Regions from separate parts of the Rattus norvegicus genome. Here region 1 is linked to region 2. A link is a contact called in public Hi-C data. All regions are on one chromosome and are shown on one strand. Each heading gives the region's core, a stretch centred on a gene start, on an enhancer-like site or on the middle of the called end of the contact. The rest is flanking DNA. Distances are from core to core; before and after follow the strand shown. Region 1 holds the start of Taf8 (TATA-box binding protein associated factor 8). Region 2 holds the start of Tomm6 (translocase of outer mitochondrial membrane 6).

Region 1 (6,681 bases), core at 3,928-6,427, 190 kb before region 2:
AGGAACAGCACTCAGTGGTGCAGCATATGGTCAGCGTGCAGGACACCCTGGGGACTGGACCTTAGCACATACACCGTTCAGCATTCACACCAAATAACCAACACTAAGCTGGGGAAGTGTGAGCTAATACCTGCAAGAGGGAAGACACAGCACTTCCCACGTTCCTCTCTAGTGCTGGTGGGAAGGTGGGAAAAGGAGCTTGTCACCGAGCCAATCTCTAGGACTGACATAGTGCAGGGAGACAGCCACTCCACAAAGTTGTCCTCTGACCTCCACCTGCATATGGCATGAGCATGCGCATGCACATACACATACACACACGCGCGCGCACACGCACACACGCAGACAAATAGATCCAATGTCTACAAAGATGCCAATGCAGGAAAAAAGTGACTTTAAGAAATGAGCAGAGGGGAAACCAAAGAATTATTATTACGTATTAAATAAATTTAAAAAAAAAAAGAAAAAAAATGGAAACCAAAGAATTATTATTACGTATTAAATAAATTAAAAAAAAAAAAAAGAAACGAGCAGAGGGGTTGGGGATTTAGCTCAGTGGTAGAGCGTTTGCCTAGGAAGCGCAAGGCCCTGGGTTCAGTCCCCAGCTCCGAAAAAAAGAACCAAAAAAAAAAAAAAAAAGATACATGATAAATATTTTAGACTTCGTTTGTTTGCTTGTTCTTTGAGCTTGAGTCCCACCTATGTAGCTCAGGCTAGGATAGACATCACTATCTACCACGCACTAGACTCTAGAGCACCCCCACACCCTCACAAGGGCTAGGGTTACAGGCACATCCACCAACTAGCTGCAGCTCCGACTGTGTGACCCACAAAGCTCTGCCCTGTAAGGTGAAGGCAACCACGGGGTGAGTGAGCAAGCGGCACCCAAGGAACTGTTACAAAAGCCAGCGCGGTTCATCCAAAGGCCACAGGCTGCCAGCCCTGAAGTAACGCGGCAGCTCAGACACGGTTCACGCTGCTGCCTGGAGACTGGGCTTCACATTCTAATCCCACGGCTCAGACAAAACCAGGCTGCGAGTAGCTCACAACCCTAGAGCCCAGAAGGGACCCCGCAACAGGAAAACAGCTGCCCCTCTGAGGCCTGCCTTCTCTCACCAAGGCACACTATAGCCACTGAGTACGTACTAAGTACCTGGGTTCGAAGCTACTTACGTGCAGTGATGACCATCCTCTGAGATCGTTTTGCATAAGCAGGCAGAGTGTCAACATTGAACCCTAGGGACAAGAAAACCAGTTATTGCCATGTCCTGATATCGGCATAATACTGAACAGGAACAGGGAGCTTCCTGTGTGGAAAGGGGGCTTAAACTCCCAACTTAGCCACTATTCTGCCCCTCAAAAGAACTCCCATAGGACTCAGGAGCTCTCTAAGACGGGGCCAAAGGACTCCTTCCTCGTAACTTTCCAACTAAAAGCAGGTCAGGGGAAACAGGATGGAATCCAAGAACACTCAGCAGACATGGAACCACCAGGCTTTCCTCCCTCCCTGGTGATCCTACGCAGGACACGTACTTACCCATTTCAACCAGTGTGACCACGATGTCCGACAGCGTGGGCTGGGTCCTGGCTGTGTGCTCGCAGTATGACTTGGCGCTTCTCCCAATTTCTGAGATGTCTATAAGAGTCAAAGGCCAGAGTTTCTCCAAAGTTCAAAATAAGATTACCGGGTGGGCCGCCAGTGATACTTTATATATATGCCCAAACGACCAAAAGCAGGGCAAAACAGGCCCTGGTGTGCATTCACACACAGCAGCACACATTCTGCTGCAGGATATCTGATCACACTGTGAAGCCTAACATTGTGGTGTTTACTAGAAAAACCTGTTTCTAGTTGTGGTGTGGTTCAGCCTTAATCCCAAACAATGGAGGTCAAGTTAATTTGTAGAAGGAAGTGATGTCTAGTTGAGTGGCAGACAAAGTGAGGAATCAGAGAAAGGTCTGACAAAATAGGGTACGCCCAACTCTCGAGAGGAAAGGGAAGCTAAGTCAGGGGCAGTGCAGAGAGAGAGAGAGGAAGGCAGGTAGTTTTACAGGACAGTTAGAAGAGAACAAATAGAATTAGCCAGAGAAAAAGAAGGAGCCAGAGATTAGAACAGATTGCCCAAGTATGAGGCCAAGCCGAGCATTTCAGTAAGAAACTGAGAGAAGCCAGATTCAGTCAACTTAGAAAGGAGTTTGAGTCAGAACAGCTGAGCTGACCAGCCAGTCAGACCTCAGAAAGAACTAGAAAGGGTGAGCTTATTCAGCAGCAAGTCTCAGAGGCTGAAAACATTCTAGACCCAGATAAGATTGTATGCAGGCTAGAAGCTCCCAGGACTAGGCCTGGGTTAGCAGACTTGAGGGGGTAAGCCCCAAAGGTAACAATTACATCAGACAAATAAAAGATACATTTACAAAATCCACAACAATCAAAAGGTGGGAAAGAATCTATCCTCTGACACATGGATAAACCAACTGGGATATACACACACAATGGGGTGGTTTTGTTTGTTAGTTTTGAGAAAAGTTCTCATATAGCCTCAAACTCTACATGCAGCAGACACTGGACTTGAACTCCTGATATTCCTGCCTCCACCTACCTCCCAACGGCTAGGATTTCAGTGTGCCCACCATACCCAGCTACACAGTGGAGTATGTGCCCAGCCTTCAAAAGGAATGAAATTCTTCAAATGGAATGAAATCTATAACATGGATAAGCTTTGAAACACTATGTAAATGAAAAAAGCCAGTCACAGAAGGACAAGTATCTTCCGATTCCATTCATCTGAAGAACAGAGGGAAAAATAGACACAAATCAAAAGCAGAGCCTGTGAAACGGCTCATGGTAAAGGTGTTTGCTGTCACTGACCCACCTGAGTTTCGTCTCTGGGGCTCATGTGGTGGAAGGAGTAAACTGATTCCCACATGTTATCCTTTGACCTCCATATTTGTGCTATCACGTACATGCAGTCCCTACCACACACACAAACAAGGAAATAAAGAGTGATATTTAAAGAGATATGTTGGGCTGGAGAGATGGCTCAGCTGGGAGAGCACTGACTGCTCTTCCAGAGGTCCTGAGTTCAATTCCCAGCAACCACATGGTGGCTCAGACCATCTGTAATGAGATCTGAAACCTTCTTCTGGTGAGTCTGAAGAGAGCTCAGGCTGAGTGGTGGTGGCACACGCCTTTGATCCCAGCACTCGGGAGGCAGAGGCAGGTGGATCTATGAGTTCAAAGCCAGCCTGGTCTACAGAGTGAGTTCCAGGACAGCCAGGGGTGTACAGAGAACCCTGTCTTGAAAAACCAAAAAAAAAAAAAAAAGTTGGGGGTATAAAAAAATAACAAAACAAAATCAGAATCAGAGAGTAGATGGAAGTTCTTGGGGCTGTGGAGAAGACAGAACCCACTTCTGTGCAGGGGTACAGGGCTCTGGGCATGGACAAACATCAAAACAGTTTAATCCTATAATGGACATTTTCCTTTCTTCTGCCTGAAGCTGGTCTCTAACAGTTTTCCTAAAGAAGGTGGGACAGTATGTGCGATGGAGTTTATGGAGCTGGGGTCTGTAAAGGAGACAGCAGGCCTAGTGGTTCTCGGTACTCACAGCTCTGCAGCATCTCTGTCAACGTCTCCACAGATGCTTTCTCCGCGCTCTCAAATCCCGCCTCTGTCAGCAAAGAGCTCACAACCACTTGCAGGGTCCTCCTCCGGGCCAGATGGTAGTTATCAGCCGGGTTAGTGGACTGTTTATTTCCTGGTCTCTGGAAATCAGAAGCCCAGAGAGAGGAGACTTTGAACTAGTAGACAAGAATGAAACCACAGGGGCTGGAGAGATGGCTCAGTGGTTAAGAACACTGACTGCTCTTCCAGAGGTCCTGAGTTCAGATCCCAGCAACCACATGGTGGTTCACAACCATCTGTAATGGGATCCAATTCCCTCTTCTGGTGTGTCTGAAGACAGCTACAGTGTACTTATATGTAATAAGTAAATAAATCTTTAAAAAGAAAAAGAGAATGAAACCACAGAATTCACATCAGTAAGAACAACAACAAACAAAATGTCCAGTGTTTTTCTCCCCTCCCCCAAGGGTTACTCTGCAGTTCACTCAGTGTGGCCTAACACTAGATACATAGCCTAGACTGAAACTACAATCCTCTTATTTCTTCCTGCCAAGCCCACAAATTACAAGTGTGTACTAACTTTTGCCTGGACAGTAAAAGTTCTCTTTTGGTAAACATCGATCAGCGTTTAATACTTAAGACTTAGAAATCTTACCAAATGAGTAATAACTGAGTACCCAAATCCAGAGACTTCCAATAGGATAAACGTTACTTGCTCAAAAAATTTTTTTTACTTGTAATAGATATGTGTGGGGTGTGGGTGTGTGTGTGTTCCTGTGAGTGCAGGTACCGCATCCCGGAGGCCCGGATCACGTGAAGGAATTACAGGTGGTTGTGAGCCACTCCACCAAACTCAGGTCCTTTGAAAGAGCAAGTCTGACTTAACCACTAAGCCATCTCTCCAGTCCCATTCACTTCTTTCTGGAGCAAATTATCAGAATATTCATACACTAGCTGGTTGGTGGTGGGCACGCCTTTATTCCCAGCACGTGGGAGGCAGAGGCAGACACGAGAGGAGGTAGAGAGGGAGGAAGGGAGGGAAAAAGAGAAAGAATATATACATGAATGATGGTATTGGACGAATGAATTTACTGTCTTCTTGTCCCATCATACCATTTCAATAACAAAGAAAATGAAAATAGTAACACCACCAGATGCGGAGGAGGGCTAGGAATAACCGCAAAGAAAGGCAAAGCAAATAAATATTTTGCGAAGGGACATCCAACTTTGGCTGCCCAGTGAGCGCCTCTTCCGACCAATCAGAAGGTGTTCCGGGTTCCCCTCAACAAGGAACGAGCCAATCAAGTCTCAGGTGCAGCAATCTAGGAGGCCGCTGCCAAGTGCCAAGCAGCGGGGAACGCCTACGGCCAGAGATATTCTCCAGCCCTGGATCTCAGAGCGGGCCTGGGTTTCTCCATAAGAGACTGTGGCCAAAACCGTGGGAAAAGTCTAGAAGCTCTTTTGGCTTCATGCCGCGCCTCTCCAACCTTACCGTTCCGGAGCCACCAGGCCCGGTGGCCGTGTCAGCCATCTTGCTCTCGCGTAATGTGCGTGAGCGCAGGGCACGACGGGACTTGTAGTTGTGGGGTGGGGAGGTAGCGAAGGGCGGGGCCTGAGGCCCCGCCTTGTAGAAAAGCTCTGTGAACATGTGTGAGTCTTGCACTATGGAGTGAGGTCGGGGTATCCCAAGCTCATGTGACTCTGTGTGAACCAAGCTTTCGTCGGCACTCCAGCGGCTGTAGCAGTTGATCTGGAAGACGCTTTGTGGGTTGCACTGAGTTAAAAGAAACGTATTTTGGCCAGAGTCGGCTAGCTATAATCCTCGCACTTTGAGGCTGAGGCCAAAGGATCTGGAGTTCCAGGCTAGTTTAGGACTACATAAAGAGACCTTTCCTAAAAGAATAGAATAAAAACAAAACCAAAGCCATTGATATTAAGTAAGTTCTCAGAGAATAACTTTGGGGCAGAGAGGTGGCCCAGTGGTTAGGAAAACATCAGCACTCTTGTTGACTCACAACATGCCTGTGACATCAAATCCCACTTCTGGGCTTTGGGGACACTCACATGTATACACACACACACACACACACACACACACACACACACGAATAAATTCATTTATTAGTATGACCATTTTGCATGCTTGTATGTCTGTGAACTACTTGTGTGTCTGGTGCCAGAGAAGGCCAGAAGGGGGCTTAGCATGCCCTAAAATTAGAGTTACAGTCTGTCGTGAGCTACCAGGTAGATGATGGGAATTGGATCTCAGGAAAAGAACAAGTGCTCTTAACTGCAGCACATCTCTCCAGCCCTTAAAGGTGCTTTTGAAAAGACTCAAGAGGTCGTCTACATAAGCCGGGATTTCCTAACTTACCGGTTTTTAGTTTTGCCGAACTGGGCCAGCCCAGTTCCAATGATCTCACTCGCTCAAGAGAGGGCCTCTGTATGGTTGTTTTATTTAGTGTGAGCCTGGGTTTCACCTTACTCTGGTCTCAACCTTACTCTGTACCTGAGGATGACCTTGAACATCGAGATGGTTTGAATATGAATCCCACCTCCTAGGCTCAAATATTTGAATACTTAGTCACCAGTCACCAAGGTACTTGGGCACCTTGTTGGAGGAGAGGTGTCACTGGAGGTGGGCTTAGAGGTTTCAAAAACCTGTACCTGGCCCAGGCACACACACTCACTCTCTCTCTCTCTCTCTCTCTCTCTCTCTCTCTCTCTCTTTCTCTCTCCACTCTCTCTCTGTGTCTCTTTGTCTGTCTGTCTGTCTCTCTGCCTCTTTCTTTGTCTGTCTCTCTGCCTCTTTCTCTCTCTCTGTCTCTCTGTCTCTGTCTCTCTCTTTGTCTCTCTGTCTCTGTCTCTCTCTGTGTGTGTCTCTCTGTCTGTCTGTCTCTCTGCCTCTTTCTCTCTCTGTCTCTGTCTGTCTCTCTGCCCCTCTCTCTCTCTCTCTGTGTCTGTGTGTGTGTCTCTCTCTCTCTGTCTGTCTCCCCCCTCCCCCCATCCCCCGTGCCTCTCTCAACCTGCACATCAGGATATAGCATAGGGTTCTC
Region 2 (5,816 bases), core at 1,095-3,594:
ACCATCACCACATAAAGCCAGGCATAGTGCAGCCTTTAATCCTAACCTGTACCTGTCGTTCTAAGTGTTGGTCCATGCAAGCGGCAGGATAAGCAGTTCACAGCCACCCTCAACCATGTAGTTATGTTTGAGGCCAGCCTGGGCTACAGACCCTGTCTCAAAAAGACAAAAACACAAAAAAACTCTTTAATTGCCCCCACCCCCACCCCAATTATTTTGTGGCTCTGTGGAGGTCAAATTCAGAATTGAAGCCTTTTCTGCAATGAGCTAGGCCCCAGAGGACGACAGAATGAGACACAAGCCAGCAGATCCAAGAAAGCTGCTTTGCCGTTTCCCTTAGTGAGCCGCCATAGGTAACATCTGTAATAGTCATGTAGCTGTGGCCCAGATCCACCAGCCCCTCCTCACTCACGCTCTGTAACCCACAACCAATTCAAACGGGCTGGAGCAGAAGAAGAAATTTTAAAACACCCAGTAAATTGACTAAGTGAAGCTGTGGAGAGCCTGTCTCTCCCCGCCTGGTTTCCCACACAGGATGTCCGTGCTGCTTCTTACACGCTTGGAAGGACACCAGACGGCAGCACCAGCATGAGTCTCGGGGTAGGAAGCACCTTTCTTTGTGACACATTTGCCTCCACCCACACATCACTGTCCTCTTCTGCCACCAAATCTCACTCTTCCAACAATGTCTCCCCGGTACCTGGAAAACCCACTGGCAAATTAAAACGCCAACCACCACCAACTTCGTCCTCCAGGACTCAACAATAGGAACTGTCAAGCATCAGCTTTGTGGTGTGTCTGCATCCCTGAGGAGTGGGGGTTCCAGTCCCATCTCATCTCCACTGCAGCTCCTGTTTGGGGCTCACTCCTGCCTCTTGAGTGTGAAATACAAGTCATGTTTATTTGATTTTTGTAAACTGACTTTTTACACCTTGTTTTTGTAAGAAATTTCTTATTAAAAGAATAAAACACCTGTCTTGATGTGCAGACTTTATTTGAAATCTTTTCTAAGAACCATTTCTACTCTTCAGGACAGGGACAAAGATCGCCCTGTGCAGAAAGTTGGGAACTGCACACAAAACTGCAGAAGCAACATTTCAGCTGAAGCTGGGGCCTGGTGGGAGGGAGGGTCAGGCAAGGAGAGGGAGTCAACTTTAGCTGCCACTCGGGTAGTGTCTTGTGGTGGTCACAGACAGTAGGCTGTCTTTGGGAAGTGTGAATACACAGGAGGTCCATTCTCTGCAAGCAGATAACAGCGTTAGGAACAGAACTGCTTTCACCTAGAAACCCTTGGGCAAAGTTTTACCCCGAGAATCTCCCCTCCTTCCTGTGAATAGCTGACAGAGCATACTGCTGTCTCCATCTTTTAGAACTCCTGAAATAGGCAGAGGAAAAGTTTCGTGCTTACCTGCCTACACCCCTGGCTGAGGTGCCATCAAATCAATGTCACTCAAGTTCCTGGCCAGCCAAACTCCAGCAGCAAAGAGTCCCAAATTGAGGATCAAGTTCCTGAGTAAAGAATACATTTCATTAACCCTACATATTGTCCTCGAGTCTAACGCAGCTAATGACATACCACGGGAAGTTTTCTCTCAGCACCACGTGAGAGTGAGGTTCAGACACTCGATACAGTGGCTTGTTCCCCTAATATGCACATGAGAATTTTAAGTTCACATCTACTTCTAACACAAGCAAAGGCCAACTTAGCACTCTGCTGGGGCTAAAATCTGTTTATGCGCCGAAACCCCTTCCCTGCTTTTTAGGTCAGAGTGACTTCTTAAAAATATTACTTTAGGGGCTGGGGATTTAGCTCAGTGGTAGAGCGCTTACCTAGGAAGCGCAAGGCCCTGGGTTCGGTCCCCAGCTCCAAAAAAAAAAAAAAAAAAATTTGTGTATGTGCGCGCGCGTGCACGTGACACAATGCATATGTGCAGGTCAGTACAAACCCGGAGGAGTTAGTTGGTCTTTTCCAACCTACCAGCCCCATGGATTGAACTCATGTCCTCAGGCCTGGCAGCTGAACTATTGTTGCAACCCAGGGCGACATACCTTGAAAGCCACGTGATAGATGGCTTTTGCCACCACGAAACCACTCTTCTCAATGAGATAAAACCCCTGGGGATGCATGCCAGACTCACTAAGTAGGGAAATACAAGTTTAAGTTTATGAGGACCAGAGAGGGGTCAGGTTCGATTACCTCCGGAAGTCGTTCCGATCGGTGGCGAAGCGGTAGACGCCGCGAAGCCAGTCTCCCACGTTGTCTGGAACCTCGGAGTTCTCACCGGCCGAGCCGGCGGCGCTCACCGTCACACCGCTGGAAGCCATAACAGCACCGAGCACGTCCGTACCGGCAGCGCGTCGCACCGAGTCGGCGCAGGCCGATCGCGCAACTTCCGACCCCGCACTTCCGCCGATCAGAGTAATAAGTGAGCGAGAAGGCCCGCCCGGACCGCCTCCAGGAGTCCATCGAGCTGGAAAGCTTGGTCGGAGGTGGAGCCCCAGCTCGCGGCCCCACCTCCCAGTGCCTGGGGTCTGTTTTCCGTGCTGCGCTACAACTCCATTAGTTTAAGCAAGGTGCTGACAGTGTGGCTAGCCCAGTCTTTGGGGATAGGGGATAGCTCACCCTGGAGGCTCATGGCAGTGATGTGCTCCCAAGAAAGTGTCCTTCAGGTCAGAAGAGCGTGCAGTACCAATGGGATTGTCCCGCGTGCCTGACTGCCTTCAGTCTCAGGTTTTTACACAGCACAGCCTTGTTATCTCGCTTCACAGATCCCCCACTCCCCATCCCACAATCTCACTACCCCGATTTCCAGACCGCGCCACTAACAAATAGCGCAATGCTTCCTGGAGATGCCTCTGTCATCTGCTTGGAGGTTTTCAGGGGTCTTCCAGAGATCTGGAAGGCGCTGGCCGAAGAAATAGCCTTCGGGTTCCGACTCAGAGGAAGAGGAGCAGGTGGGGCAGGGGCTGCCCTCTTTGGGTGTCTGTGGGCTGTTTCTATCCCGCTGTTTGGACGCCTCACTCGGGATTGCCACTGCAGAGGGAAGCGCAGCTCGGGAGGTGATCTTGTCATCCGAGGAGGCACGGTTCCAGCCGACACTTGGATCAGGTCCTTCTCCTGTTCCAAACCCATCAGAAATGCCCATCTCAGAGCCCCCAAATCTCTGTGCAAGAGGCGGGCCAGGGTTGCGTGCGGCCTCCCGCCCCGCCCCAGGCTGTGCCGTGCGCGCCACCGCTGCCGCCAGTCTACCCCAGGGGCCCCCGCCTCCGTCCACCAGTGGGCGACCGCCTCCCCCGCTTGGGAGCGAGTCCGGCGCCGCAGCCCCGCCGGGTGGGTTCAAGAGGCCCTTGGAGCTCGCAGGCCAGGGACGCGCGGTGAGAACTGCGGGCCCCAATGCTCGCGTCTGGGGGTTGCGGTGGGTGGACGAGGTGTTGCTGGAGCAGTGGTTGTTGTAGGACAGCGTGGGTATGGGGCGAGGGGTTCTGGCCTGGGAGATTACCCCCTTCCATGCTCAGCCCAAGCCGCTGCTCCCTCCCATTAAGATCTGCACCATCCCCTCCATTACCAAGGGACGCCTGTCCTTCCGCTGCCCCTATTGAGCTAGAGCCCCCACTTCTGTAGCGTCTCGCAAAGCAGCTGGGGCAGCACGGGCTACCCCCCGGCAGGGCATAACGTCCCCCATCCAGGGGCTCTGCGCAGTCTTGGCAGCAGAAGTGGTTCTCGTGCCAGTGTCGTCCCTCGGCCTCGGTGCAGCGCTGGGAGAAGATCAGCTGGGTGAGGAAGAGGAAACCGGTTCGTTCATTCATTCATTCATTCATTCATTCATTCACTCACTCACTCACCCATTCTCTCATCCTTGCAATAACCACGCCTTATACCCATAAACGCCATGCCCACAGGCATTCTGATTTGAAGTACTTTGTGACTTTTGGATTCAGGGAGGGTGATTCACTTTAGGCCGGATCTTCCACGTAGCAGGTGGCACAGCCAGAAGTTGGACCCCAGAGCTTCCCTGACTCCTATCCCATGGTTCAATACGGCCTTTCATGTTGATGTTAAGATCCTGCTAGCATTGGGCAAGTACAGCACTGATCATCTGGCATAGTGACGAGATAAACATCTGTTCAAGACTCCAGAAACGTTCTGAGTCCAAACTAATTTAAGGACCTCTGCTCACAATGGGGGAGGGCAGACATAAATAAAGGCAACAGGTCCCACATAGCTCAAGAGAACAGAGAGGAATGGTGTGGCCCTGGCTGGTTCCTAGTTCTGGTGAGCCTGCAGCCTAGGAAGCTGCTCTGTGTCCCTTTGTTCCTGGCCCCAAGGAAGAACTCCCCTAGTGCCCCCTCTCAGTGCTCTACCTGGTCACAAGCCGGACATCGAGGTCGCAGCAGCTCTGCGTGATGACGGCCACAGTACAGGTGCCCATCGTGGTAGAAGTAGATGAGGTTTGTCAGGGCCTGGCCACAGGCCTGGCAGGCAAAACAAGGTCTGTGCCAGCAGCACCGCTCTCCGGCCCTGGCGGCGAACACTCCATACTCCCCTGGGTTCAGCAGCTTCTTGCACTGCCAGGCGAGGGGTGGGGCGGCACCGAGATGGTCAGAATCTGAAGCTTCTTAGCTCCTCTCACGGCCTTTCCATTCAGCCTGACCTCCCAGTCTGACCTCCCAGTCTGACCTCATATTGTATCCCAGGCCCCTATCCACCAGAAAGGCCACCGATCCCCCCCAAAACCTGGCTTCCAGTTTTCTCTACCATTTACCAAATCATTGCTCCTAAAACCATTTCTCCACTAAAGTCCCCCAAGGCCCTTCTGCAGAAGCCAGAGAGCAAAGGGTAGAGGAAGGGGAAGGCTCTGGAATGGAAAAGGGAGGCAGACTCCCTACCTTCTCACAAGTGTGGCCTTCAAGCTTAGGAGGCAGTAGACGGGCCACCCCCTGTCCCAGAGATTTCTGCTTCCGCTGGGCACAGAAAAGTCGAAGTTGGGCCAGTTCCTCCTCCCCTAGGGCCAAACAGTAGCGTTCCTGCCAAAACAGATCCTCATGCACCCAGGCCTCAGGGTAGCATGTCACTAGGACTGGAAAGTTCTATAAGGCCTAGCTCCTGGGCCACAGAGGGGTAGAGTCTTGGGAGGAGAGAACGGCATTTGTGCTCGGAAAAGGGAAGAGAACGCACTTAAGTGCCTTTGGTTCACTGTGCTGCTCATGGAAATGGCCACCACTCGGTCCCTTAGCACCTGGTACTGTCACCAGATAGCTTGGCTCCCATTCCCATGAAGCTAGATCTCACCCCCGCTTTTCAGATCTGTGTTCTCTCTGCTTCATAACTGCCTTGACTCCCCTAGTGAAGTGTAAGCCTTTAGGCTGTACATGGTGGGGCCTCAATAAATGCTAAAGGATCATATTTCTACATTTGTGCATTCCATTCTTGATTTCAAATGCCGTTCATGTCCATTTTCCCATTTGCTCTTGAGCTGAGTAAGCACTGGGGTACACAGAGGGGACATCACTCTACCTGTTATTACGTGTGGAGACTCAAGCTAGTGTCGGAGCTGGGCCTTCTAGTCATACCCCCTGAATTCTAGACCAAGAGCCTTTCCACGTATTAACCATGTGGGGAGAGGGGGAAGAAGGAGAGGGATGAGGGGGAAGACCCACATCACTGTCCTGTGGTGGAAGCTGCTGCAGGAGGGTCCGAAAGCCAGGCCAGTTTGAAGCTTGGCTGATATCCGGGCAAGGTGGGCCCAAGCTCGAGGACGTAGGAGCCTGAGGAAGGACACAGGAGAAAACGAGGTGGGGCTAGGCTTTCTCTTCCC

The links. A called contact is a pair of places that touch in the nucleus more often than the background predicts.
Region 1: a Hi-C map of liver shows a contact between it and region 2, with 2.8 times the contacts expected there. The contact joins the promoter of Taf8 here to the promoter of Tomm6 in region 2. A contact is called at or near these places in 11 of 12 Hi-C or Micro-C datasets (the A7r5 cell line, the Rat2 cell line, Schwann cells and 6 more) and 1 of 1 datasets of contacts at active chromatin or transcription factors (oligodendrocytes).

What each region holds. Positions count from the first base shown.
Region 1 is chr9:20,988,095-20,994,775 of GRCr8, reverse strand. It overlaps Taf8 (TATA-box binding protein associated factor 8), which reads right to left and starts at 5,177. Exons shown (of 9, transcript NM_001108197.1): 1 at 5,118-5,177; 2 at 3,609-3,765; 3 at 1,538-1,636; 4 at 1,174-1,236. The coding sequence starts at 5,156.
Region 2 is chr9:20,798,334-20,804,149 of GRCr8, reverse strand. It overlaps Tomm6 (translocase of outer mitochondrial membrane 6), which reads right to left and starts at 2,344. Exons shown (of 3, transcript NM_001399365.1): 1 at 2,198-2,344; 2 at 1,409-1,509; 3 at 976-1,239. The coding sequence starts at 2,325. The coding sequence ends at 1,413. Prickle4 (prickle planar cell polarity protein 4) reads right to left here. Exons shown (of 7, transcript NM_001427023.1): 3 at 5,659-5,766; 4 at 4,888-5,025; 5 at 4,363-4,566; 6 at 3,567-3,771; 7 at 2,653-3,118. The coding sequence ends at 2,823. It also overlaps a transcript of Frs3 not described here and a transcript of Usp49 not described here.